Linked DNA regions of Arachis hypogaea: region 2 is linked to region 1. The links are chromatin contacts, called in public Hi-C maps. All regions are on one chromosome and are shown on one strand. Each heading gives the region's core, a stretch centred on a gene start, on an enhancer-like site or on the middle of the called end of the contact. The rest is flanking DNA. Distances are from core to core; before and after follow the strand shown.

Region 1 (5,925 bases), core at 1,005-3,504:
GCACTCTATTTTAGAAGCACATATTTACTTTGCATCCTTTACCATCAAATTTGTTTATTTGATTTATTGATTCTTACATAATTGATATAGGTGGGTGGACTCGGTATGAGTAAGAGTAGAGGTGGACACTTAATAGAATAAAGAGGATAAATTTTATTGGTATTTGACCACAATAAGGAGTATCATGTGAATTCGTTCTTTTTGCAGGTATGAAAGGAAAAAAATGAAAGGACCATAGATCCCAACATCCAATATTGAGCAAGTAAAACCGTAGACATGTATGTTTTATAAGATTGGCCTCGAGTTTAAGGCCTTGTTAGTTCATACACCAAAGAAATGTTATGCAAACAAAATATCTTGAGTGTCTTTGAAGTTTATAATAGATGGATGGAAGTAAGATTTTTATGAACTTGGAGAAAAGCTAGAGGTAGCAGTTTATTATTTTGTTGTTAGTTAAACAAAGAAATAGAGTAATCTTAGAGATAAAAAACCTATAGAAATGAGGATAGTATGACATACTAGTTAGGTGTGGAGTTGAAATATGTTTTACTATGGTTAATCTTTTGTATGAACTTTGATACCTTCTTTCTCAAATTTTGAGCATGATATTTGGCTTTTATTGAAATAAAAAAAATCTTTATCATTGTAACTTTTATTTCTGAGACTTTTTTCTTTTTGAGACCTTTTTCCTTAGATATATGTATGTATTGCTTCCGATAACAAATTAAACATTAATTGACCAAACCCTCTCTCTTGGTGTGAGTGATCAAGTTGTTTAATTTTTAATCATATAAGTTGTAATGCGGTGGCGTCATCTGCATCACGATGCAATAATCACAGTGTGATAATAAGAAGTAAATTAAACAAATAAGTTGTGATTAAGCACAATGGGTAGCGAATTTTTCAATCAAGTGATAAAGTCACGCAAAAGAGGACGTGTACTTTAATCTCTAAAATAACAGATGTTCGGATAATGATTTAGCGACCTTAACCTACTCCAAAAAGTAAAATAAAATTTCCCGTTAATCGAATCAAATTAGAACACATAAGGATCATCATGGTGCAAGGGCGAAACTTTTTCATATTATTTATGTTGTTGAGAAAACGCTTCTTATACTTTCTCTAGATAATAAAAATGATGAATAATAAGCTATATCACAGGTTCACTGAATATAAATAAATCTAATTAATTTAAAATTTAAAATTAAAATTAACTTTTATTTTTTAATCTATTATTTATATTTTTCTAAAAAAACATTATTCTTCTATATTTTTCTTAACAATTAGTTCAAACAAATTAACACACATAAGGATCATCATGGTGCAAGAATGAAACTTCTCTAGGTCTTACATCGAGATATTACCACGTGACAAGAATAATAAGGAATAAGGCATTAGAACTAATTAATAATTAATAAAGGGTATTTAGCTCAATCTTTTGCATTAATTTATTACAATGACAATGCTAAAAAATAATAATTTAAATTTATTCTATTAAATTTAATATTTATAATTTTATATATGTAACATTTATAATTATATATTTATTATATTTATTATTGTCAATTTATTTCAACAGTAAACTTATATTTCTATTTTTTATATCTTGTTCTCGTCTTGTTTTGTCCTGTCTTATTCTCATAAACGAACACAACTTAAAAAAACTACAGGGGCGGGCGAAAGAAATCTCACACAAATCAGCAAATATATTCAAATTTTTTTTTTTAGTCAGTGAATTGGACAACCTCCAATTCTAGATACACAACACACTCACACATTCCTCACATATTTATCACATTTTTTTTTTCATAAATACACCCTCTAGAATTTGAACTCTAGACCTTAGTAATAGGGAGGAGGTGAAGTGCCACTGAGCTAAGGCTCTTCGGCGCAAACATATTCAAATTAAGTTTAGGGATTTGACAAAATTAGCCCATATATGATAGATTCTCTAGTTGGACTCGCATTTAAATCACCATTTTTTTTTGTTGCCCACGGTATCCCCTAATCCGACAGGTCAAGGACTAATCCGTCTCGGATCGGAGCTCCATTTAAGGGTTTGCCGCTGGCCAATGGATTGCTGCATGCACAAGGCGGGATTCCAACCCCCGACACTTACTTAAGCGGACGAGTGAGCTAACCACTCGACCAACCCAAGTTGGTTAAATCACCATTTTTAACAGCCTCAGAACACAATAAAAGATGTTAAAGCAGGCCCAAAGCTTAGGCCGTGCCTGCTAATGATTGGGTTTCTTTGCTCCATGTTCGACTACTCAACTAATTAGGCCTCGCTTGTTTTTGTATTACAAACCCAAACCCATAGAAAATGTTTGAAGGCTGGCCCAGAATTTTTCCGCCCATTGACTCTCGACTAATTGGGTTATACTAGAATTTTAATTTCGTAAATACCAGAAATTAACTAAACCAATTATATTAGCTCGCACCGCAAAGCTTGGTTTAGTGGCAACTATGTTTGCCTTGTTAGAAGGTACACCAAGTTTAAATCCTAATTAGGTCTAGAAAATTGATATATGGAACTCATTGGTAAAGAAAAAGGGTGTGTGTAAGGGGTACCTGACCAAAAAAAAAAAAAACCAATTTTATTAGCTCTAATTTATATTATGCGATCTAGCCCTTATTTAAAAGACCAATAATGTAGGAAGAGAAATTAACTTATACTTTTTTAAAATAGTTTATCAAAGTTGTTTTTCAAAAAATATTATTAAAAAAATGTAGTATCTATATTTGATAAATTAAACTAAACACAACTTTCAATAAATATAAATAAGAACAATTATGTTTAGTAAAATGATTTTTAAAATTTAAAAATTATAATAGACATAAATATTAGAATAAATTTATATTTTTATTAATATATGAAATTGCATTAGATTTTATAATTTTAATAAGTATAAACCAATTCTAAAAATCTCTTCGGTAAATGCATTTTAAAAGCGTCTTCAAACTTTTAAAAACTTTAACCACATGCACACGGACGGAGGATGTACTTGATGAGTGTTTTGTTCAGAAGAAGTTGCTCATAGCAATATCATTTGGGAAAGAATTGAATATTGGTGCAAGATTTGGGTTAATTAATATGTATAATAAAAGGAGGATGTACTTGGTGAGTGTTTTGTTAATGATTCTCCTCACTTATTAAATTCATGGCATTGGAGAACGAACCTTTAATTTCCAACATGTGCAGGAAGAAATTAAATAGGTTGTTCCATTCAGGATTTAAGGTATAGGAAGTTATCTGTATTTGTGGTTCAATCTTGTGAAATATTATTAGTTCACGGATAGAAGGAAATGTGGAATTGAAGTGGATTGGAAATTGAGATTCAATAATCTATGAATATCAATATGGTCACAACTAATACCGGTTGTGCATTTGATGTGCAAAACATGGATCAAATGTGTTTCACAAATATGCAATAATATTTTGCTAACTTTCTCATTGTTTTGAAATAGTATATGGTCAGTTTTAATATGTACAATTCACAAAATATTTCAACACAAGGCCTAACAATTTTTTTTGTGAACTGAGAAGAAAATTGTTTGTATAAAATTAAAGTTAGTTAGACCATACCTTAAAATTGCTTATAGAAATTAGTTCAATGCATAAGACAAAGTAACACATATATTATTTTTTAACTTTTCTTTTTGTAAATTCCAAAAAATAGTAATATATTTATCTTTAAAACTTAATTGTTTATAAAGGACAAAAAAAATAAAAAAACCAAAAGAATTAAAAAAGATCATTTTCGAAAAATTCTTAGCTTCTAGAAAGAAAAGAAGAGGAGACAACCGCCAAAAAATCTTAATTGGTGGTGATTTAATTTGCTTCCCCTATTTGCCATATTTTCCTTGTGCCCGTGACCACTAGAGTTAGTAGCATGAGATAATGAGATTTGATTTTACTAACTCATATGAAGAGAGTAGAGAGAAAAGGCACCATATTCAATGATATGGAAAACAAATCCACGCACTATTTTGTTGTGTTGCGTGTTATGTCCATAATCACGTGCATGCCTCATCTATCTTTGGGTTTCTCTTTTGTCCTCTTTACATGCCCATAACCATAATCTTATGTTGTTTATTGTGGTCTACATGTTGTAGATAGGCTTAGCTTTTTAATTTTGCAACTACAAAATAATTAACTTATTACATGCATAATTACTAGAATAATAATAATATAAATTGCGACCGAATTTTTATTAGTTTATGGTAAAAATTGATATGGTGGTTTCTAATCTCTTTTGACAAGAAAAAGAAGTTTCAAACTTTGATGGAGATTACTGTGGAGAGGTTGAGAGGATATATGGCTGATAACTGCTATGGTTCAGTGAACCGTGTGATGGATTAAGATTTGGTATAAATTATGAATTTCGATTTTATGGACAGTCAAGGTGACGGGACCCAGAAAATTTATGTTGAGGGGGCAAAAATAATGCACATTACTATCAAAAGATATATTAATTTAAATTTAAAAATATAAAAATGCACATTAATTATTTAAATACAAAAAAAACCAAAAATTACATTAACCGCTAATTTTTTTCGCTTCAATTCTAAGAATTTCTTTTTATTAGAAGAGACTAATAGAGTGACTTCAAATTCTAGTGGTTCTTTTGAAATATTTTTTCATTATTATTTCTAAAAATAAAAAAATATATATTTTAAATTAGTAAATTGATCAATTCACTTTAAAAATTTATATGCAACATAATTACATATAATAGAATAGAACGAAAGATAAACAAATAAATAATAAGGATCATTAAATTGAGAATAAAATAAAATATATAAATTCATGAAGAGAATAAAAAAATAGATTAATACCTAAATTATAATTGTTTGAGTTAAAATTTGCAATTGAAAATATCAAAAAGAGAAATAATGAAATTGAAAAATAAATAAAGTCATAGAGAGCTATATAAAACAAAATAGAGAATTTAAAATTTATCTTCTGATGAAGAGAAAATGTCCACTAGATAAGGATTAGAAAAGAAGGTTGAAATTATAAAATTAAAAAGAGGGTTTAAAAGAATATATGAGTGACGGCTGGGATTTGAAAATAGAAGAAGACTAAATTTGATTAGGGTAACTGATAGTTAAAATGATAGAAAGATTAAATATATTTAGAGATTTTAACAATTGGACTTTGTTTATTTGTAATGGAGTCATTTAAAATTTAAAATGGGAAACTTTATTTATTTGTAATGGAGTCATTTAAAATTTAAGGTTTAGGGTTTAGGGTTTAGAGTCTAGGGTTTAGGATATATATATATTGTTGAAAAATATGAAATGAGAGTGGGGGCAAGTGCCCCCTCACTACTATGCATGGATCCGTGCCTGGTCAAGGTAAACAAGTTTTACATAATTAATTGTGTATTATTATTTTAAAAATTATCTAAACGTATAAATCTAACTAAATGATACCATATAAAATTTTTATATAATTAAACTCATAAAGTATTAGATTTATAATTATTTATATATTTTCTATCTAAATATTTAAATTGTTATTAATTTTATGATATAATATTTAAAAAATAAAATTTAATTATTTTTGAACAAGTGATTTAATAAAAAATATTAAAAAGTCATCATAATTTATTATTTTTAATCATTAATTAATTATTAATATTTAAAAATATATAATAAAATATATTATTAAATTATTAGACTAAATAAATTAGACTAATAAAATTAAATTAATAATTAAATAATAATAAAAAATAATAAATTTTAATATTTTTTAATATTTTTTTAAAAATATATTAATATTTTTGTGTTCAATATCCGTATATCTTAAATATTATGGATGATAAAATAGGTCAAATCTGCGGAACTGACCTGCTGAATCTGTAAAAAAAGACAAATTGAGTTAAAATTTTAATTTTGTTTAGATCCAATTTTTTA
Region 2 (5,925 bases), core at 2,090-4,589, 110 kb after region 1:
ATAATATAAAAATATATAATAAATTAAAAATATAATACAACAACAACAACAACAACAAAGCCTTGTCCCACTAAGTGGGGTCGGCTACATGAATCAAGCGACGCCATTGTGCTCTGTCATGTATCATGTCTACAGAGAGACCGTTTACATGTAGATCTCGTTTGACCACCTCATGGATGGTCTTCTTAGGTCTTCCTCTGCCTTTCGCCCTTTGTCCATCTTCCATCTCATCCACCCTCCTGACTGGATGTTCTATCGGTCTTCTTCTCACATGTCCAAACCACCTGAGACGCGATTCAACCATCTTTTCCACAATGGGTGCTACTCCAACTTTCTCCCTTATATCTTCATTCCTTATTTTATCCAATCGCGTATGACCACTCATCCATCTCAACATCTTCATCTCTGCCACACTCAGCTTATGTTCGTGCTCCCCTTTAGCCGCCCAACACTCCGTACCATACAGCATAGCCGGTCTTATAGCGGTGCGATAGAATTTACCTTTAAGTTTTAAAGGCACTTTTTTGTCGCATATAAAACCAGATGCACTCCGCCATTTTGACCAACCTGCTTGGATCCTATGATTTACATCATGTTCAATCTCTCCATTATCCTGTATGATGCACCCAAGATACTTAAAACTTGTAACTTTTCGTAGGATGTTCTCTCTAATTTTCACCTCTATATTTGAGTTTTCCCTTCTCAAACTGAACTTACATTCCATATATTCCGTCTTGCTACGGCTTATGCGCAGACCATACACTTCTAGCGCTTCTCTCCATAACTCCAACTTCTTATTTAAGTCTTCCCTTGACTCTCCCATAAGAACGATATCATCGGCAAAAAGCATGCACCATGGCACAGGCTCTTGGATGTGCTCTGTGAGTACTTCCAAGACTATAATAAAATAATAATATTATAGCACATTGTGCGGTTTGAATTGAATTGGATTAGTTATAAAAAGTAGATCCAAAATCTAATATGATCCAACAATTTACAAAAAATAGAATCTAATCAAATCTAAATTAGTACAATTTTAATCTGTTTTCAATTTAAATTAAATTGATTGAACGATTTAATTTAAATCGATTTAAATTTGAATATCCCTAATCTCCTATGCATCTTGACATATATACATGCCTCTTGTAGTTAGCAAGACCTAATAAAAATTAACATTTTAATTAAAATAGGATTAGTTTATAATTAAATAATTTTTTAAAATAGAGATGTGACTCTAGCTCCAAAAGATTGGATTTCACAACGTAGTTTACAAGATATTTTCATTGAGCAATGCTAGGGGGCCAGCAACTTTTGTGATTGGTAGCCAGCAAATAACCATTAATGATGATTTAATGGTGTGAGATTGGTGTGAGATTTCATCCAATAACTCACATTTCTCTGCTGGTTACATGCTGGCCAAAATTCAACAAAACTGCTGGCCCCCTAGACTTTTCCATTTTCATTACCCACCTCCTTAATAAACGACCTTGCAGAAGAGACACTTACATGCCTCAAAGCCATGCTACCTTCTTCTTTAGAAGGAGACATGGACATCATCCCTCTGTTTGAGAGCATTTTGGACAAGGACATCTCGCTCCAGTTCTTGCACCAGCATTGTGCCAACGTAGTGCAGGAAGTGACGAAAATAGTGCAGGAAATTAATGAATTTATCGTTTGGCATTAAGATGGCTGAAAATTTTAATTCGGAAAACAATGGTTTTAAACTTTTTTTTGTGTAGAGAATTGGGGTGAGTGATGACGAATAAAGAATGTGAAAGAAGCCATAGCCATTAACAAAAGTTAGGATATATTTTTTGGCAGATTAATTTGAAAAGAAAAATTAGAATTCAATTTTTAATATTTTATCAAATTATACATTTATCCTTTTTAAATAATTTTTTAATTGCAAAATGATCTAACTATACTTAAGATAGTGTTCAATTATAAAATGACACATTATAAAGGATAATTTACATGTTACTTCATAAAGAATATAGTAGAATTTATATATATGATTGCAACTTCCAAGAAAATGTACCAAAGCTTGATTGATTCCTCTTTCTTTCCAACTTCTTTGTTTATTTTGTTTCTGTATGCGTACTTTCTTTCAACAAATGAGAAGTTATCTTTGAAAGGGAAAAAATGCTCGAATAATAATGGTGGGTAATGGGAAATGATTTATTACCATGATAATCTAATGCAACCACACAAAAAAAAAAAAAAAAAGAAAAGAATATATTCATAAAAATACTTGCAATAAAGAAGAAATTACCATTACATGCATGTTTAGTAGTATTCAAACATTACAAAATAATTTATAAAAACGGGTTCCTTTTAATCTAACTGCGGCTATTTTCTTATCAGAAATAATCTTATTTGAATATTTAAATCTGACGTTACTCTTACCATACCATAGTTATAACAAATAGCAGAACACTTGAAGAAGACAATCCAATAAGTGTGGAACCATCAAAGGCTTTATCCGAAGAAGAAGTTGGTGCAGGATTAGGAGAAACAGCATCATGTGGAACACTGGAAGGAGGAAGAGGAATAGGACTTGGAATAGGGTAGTGACCATGATCATTAAGAAATGGATAAAGTTCATATCTTACTCTACAACTCTCACTATAAACTCTAACTCCCTCTCTCTCTTTACCACACTGTGGAAGTTCAACATATGAAACTGATTCATTGAGACACTTCATGCAATCAATGGTGGACAGGTCCCTACTACACTGTGCCAAACCATATAATGTGTGAAATTCATCAAGTTCCGACATTCCCGAAGCATACATTTTTGTTTGCAACCCAGCTTCCTCACAAAGTTGGGTGAGAAACTCTTGAACTCTTTGGCCAAACACAACATTCTTCGTCATGGCTTTACTGGAGGATGTCCTCCAGCAGAACCATGATAAAGAAGTGTTTATCGTGATTTGGCCAAAGAAGTCTTCGTTTGAGTACCTTATGGTACAATTCTCGCGGAAGATGGTGGCGGCTTTGTTGTTGGGACAGGATGTGAGCATGTCGCCGGAAGCCCGGACGACACAGTTCCAGCAATCACGAGAGGAGAGGTCGCCGCGGCAGAAGGCGAGGCCGTGTATTCGGCTTTGGCCTTGGCCTTTAGAGGCCATGGCAAAGCCATTGGTTGGAGCTTCAGCTGTGAGGTAAATTAGAAGCTGTCTTAGGTTTTTCTCATAAGGGTCATTGGTGGTGTAGTTTCCAGAATCTAAACACAAATGTGTAAGGTCTTCTTCACCGGAGAATGAAACTGTGTGGTGGTTCAAGAGGCTTATTAAGGTTAAGAAAAGGAGTAGTGGGAAGAATTTGCACAAAGGCATTGTTTGCCTCTCTATCTATGTTTCTGGCTTTTCCTTAGCTTTTCAATTTATATTGAATTTTGCAAAGCAGTGCATAGCAAATATATAGGCAAAGTTGGTTGGTTTTACTTTTACTTTCACTCTAATTCTTTTTTCTTGATACAGCACATGTATTTTTGGTTTGGGATACTTTTGTAAAAACGTATAAAACGTTTTTTTTAAATATTTGTGTGTTATATTATTATTAGATGTATTAATAAATCGATTATTTTCAAATTTTTTAACTAATTAAAATAAAATCGATTTTTTTTATAACAATAATAAATCTAATTGTTATCAGATCCAGTTAAACTAACTAATTTACATGACTCGTATTGGACCATAATTTTTTTGGTTTTCTCACTTCACAAACGACATCATTTTACAATCCTAATTGTATTTTTAAATTATTAGAAATTTAAATATCCGCAAAACAAAAATTTAGGGATATATTTGTTTTTCTATAAAAAAATTAGAACATAAATCGATTCAAATTGTATAAATCGATTGGATCAAATCGGATCTAATAATTATAATGCGAATATTAGGTTTATTATTATTGCTATAATAAACCGATTTTATTCTAATTTATTAAAATAAATTTATTAACCGGTTTAATAAAAATGACCAATAATAATATGACACATATAAACGTTTTTAAAAAAGATATTTTTAATATCTTTATTAAGGTGGTCTCCTTTTATTTTTGATGTATACTTATTTTTACCTTTTTGATAAGAATATCAATAAAAAGGAAATGTAACTTGTGCATGCAAATATGCCGCTACAGATTAACAAGAAAGAAATATAATATATAAATTATTATTATTATTGTTGATGTTGTTATTATTGTAATTTTATTTTTAATATTTTATCATATAAATAAAATATTTTAGCTTGTTATAAATATATTTAATGTAAATTTTTTATATATTTTATGATTATTAATGTAATAAATTGATTTATTATAAATGTTACAAATAACTTATTAAAAGTCAATGCTAATGAGTTATAGTTTAAATAGTATAGTCTCTTTCATATCTACTTAAGAGGTCGCGAATTTGAGTCTCTCTATCTTTAGTAAAAAAACAACTTAAAAACCAATAAATTATAACTGAAATGACATAATCTCGTCATACTCACCTGAGTTGCGGATTTGAGTCTTATTATCTTTGGCAAAAAAAAATTTAAAATATTTTATATTATGTGATATATTACAATAATAATAAATATATTTTATATTATTATTTTTTGCTTTTGAATCAAAGGAATAATTATTCTATTATATATATATATATATATATAATTATAATAATTATTTATAAATATTTTGGTCAAAAGATTAAAGCTTATAAAAGAAAAAAGTATATATTTTATAAATAAAAAGAGAAAAGAGTATCATTTAGACGATATCTCATAAGAGAGAAGTGTCATTTTTTCAAGAAATAGTTACTTGTCTTGATAGTGAGTTGGATCTTCTAAAGTGATGCAAAAGATACATTCAAAGTATATACGACTTTTGTCAACATTTGCATAGCTATATCATTGTAAGTTATTTTGGTCGTCATTTTCCTACCTTAATTACGAAGAGCAAGATAATTTAAGAAGAAATCAATTATTCAGCCGGCAATACACTGAAATCGTTGACAAAATTTTCTTTGGTTTTTCTTATCGCTTTTTGTATTGTCAGGGTAACAAAAAGTCAGGATGTTAGAAATCTTGCAGTTATATATCTAATATTCTAATTCTATTTTATTTTTATGGAGTTAGAATCTCCACAACTAAAAAAAAAAAACATGGAGTTAGAATATCCACAACTTAAAAAAAAAACTCAACAGTTAGTAAAATTTATTATTTTCTATTTGTATTTTAGTCATTAGTTCTATTTTTTTTAATAATTTAATAATATATTTTTAGCTCACACTTTTAAATATTAGTAACTAATTTGATAAAATTGTGAAAGAATAAGAAAAAAAAAAGAATGCAAACTTTTAATTGATTGTTGATTGATTGAATTAAACTGTAGTGTTGTAAACTATGATGGTACAACTAAATATATATAGATCATTGTCCTATAAAAGATAAAAGCAAATAAAGATAAGATAAGAACAACTAAAGATAAGATAAAGATAAAATAATAAAGACTAAAATTGTAATTGAATTTATGTATTCTGTTGGGCTGAATTTGTGAATTACGAGACTTATTTATTATTGTCATAGACTAAGGTAGAAGAGTAGTTTAATATAATTATTAACCAAAAATAATAAATTTTATTAACCTTCCAACATTTTTTAAAGAAAAATCATCTCCTCAATTATATGACCCTTTTCATCTTATCATATAATTATTGTATAAGAACCAGCACTTTGTTATATGCAACAGTCACTAATAATTTTGCCATGCATAAAAAGGCTTCTTTAAAGAGAATGTCTTTGCCCCTTAATCATATAACTAGCCACTATCAATTCTTCAAGTTCAAGGAGGGACACTACTTTTTATTCCTCATGTGAAGTGTGAATGCTACACAAATCAGTTTCAAGTTCCCAGTGATATGCCTCCTGTCACTAT

The links. A called contact is a pair of places that touch in the nucleus more often than the background predicts.
Region 2: a contact with region 1 is called in a Hi-C map of leaf, with 3 times the contacts expected there. The contact joins the promoter of LOC112769688 here to the enhancer-like site in region 1. A contact is called at or near these places in 3 of 8 Hi-C or Micro-C datasets (leaf and an unstated tissue).

Annotation. Positions count from the first base shown.
Region 1 is chr3:16,219,512-16,225,436 of arahy.Tifrunner.gnm2.J5K5, forward strand. No RefSeq gene overlaps it. Among protein-coding and RNA genes, the nearest start is that of LOC112789658, 5.3 kb to the left of the region's middle. Within about 2 kb of position 2,255, at least 3 of the 3 cell types and tissues checked have open chromatin away from gene starts, as enhancers often do.
Region 2 is chr3:16,323,740-16,329,664 of arahy.Tifrunner.gnm2.J5K5, forward strand. LOC112769688 (antimicrobial ginkbilobin-2-like protein) reads right to left here and starts at 3,340. Exons shown (of 1, transcript XM_025814175.2): 1 at 2,093-3,340. The coding sequence starts at 3,338. The coding sequence ends at 2,403.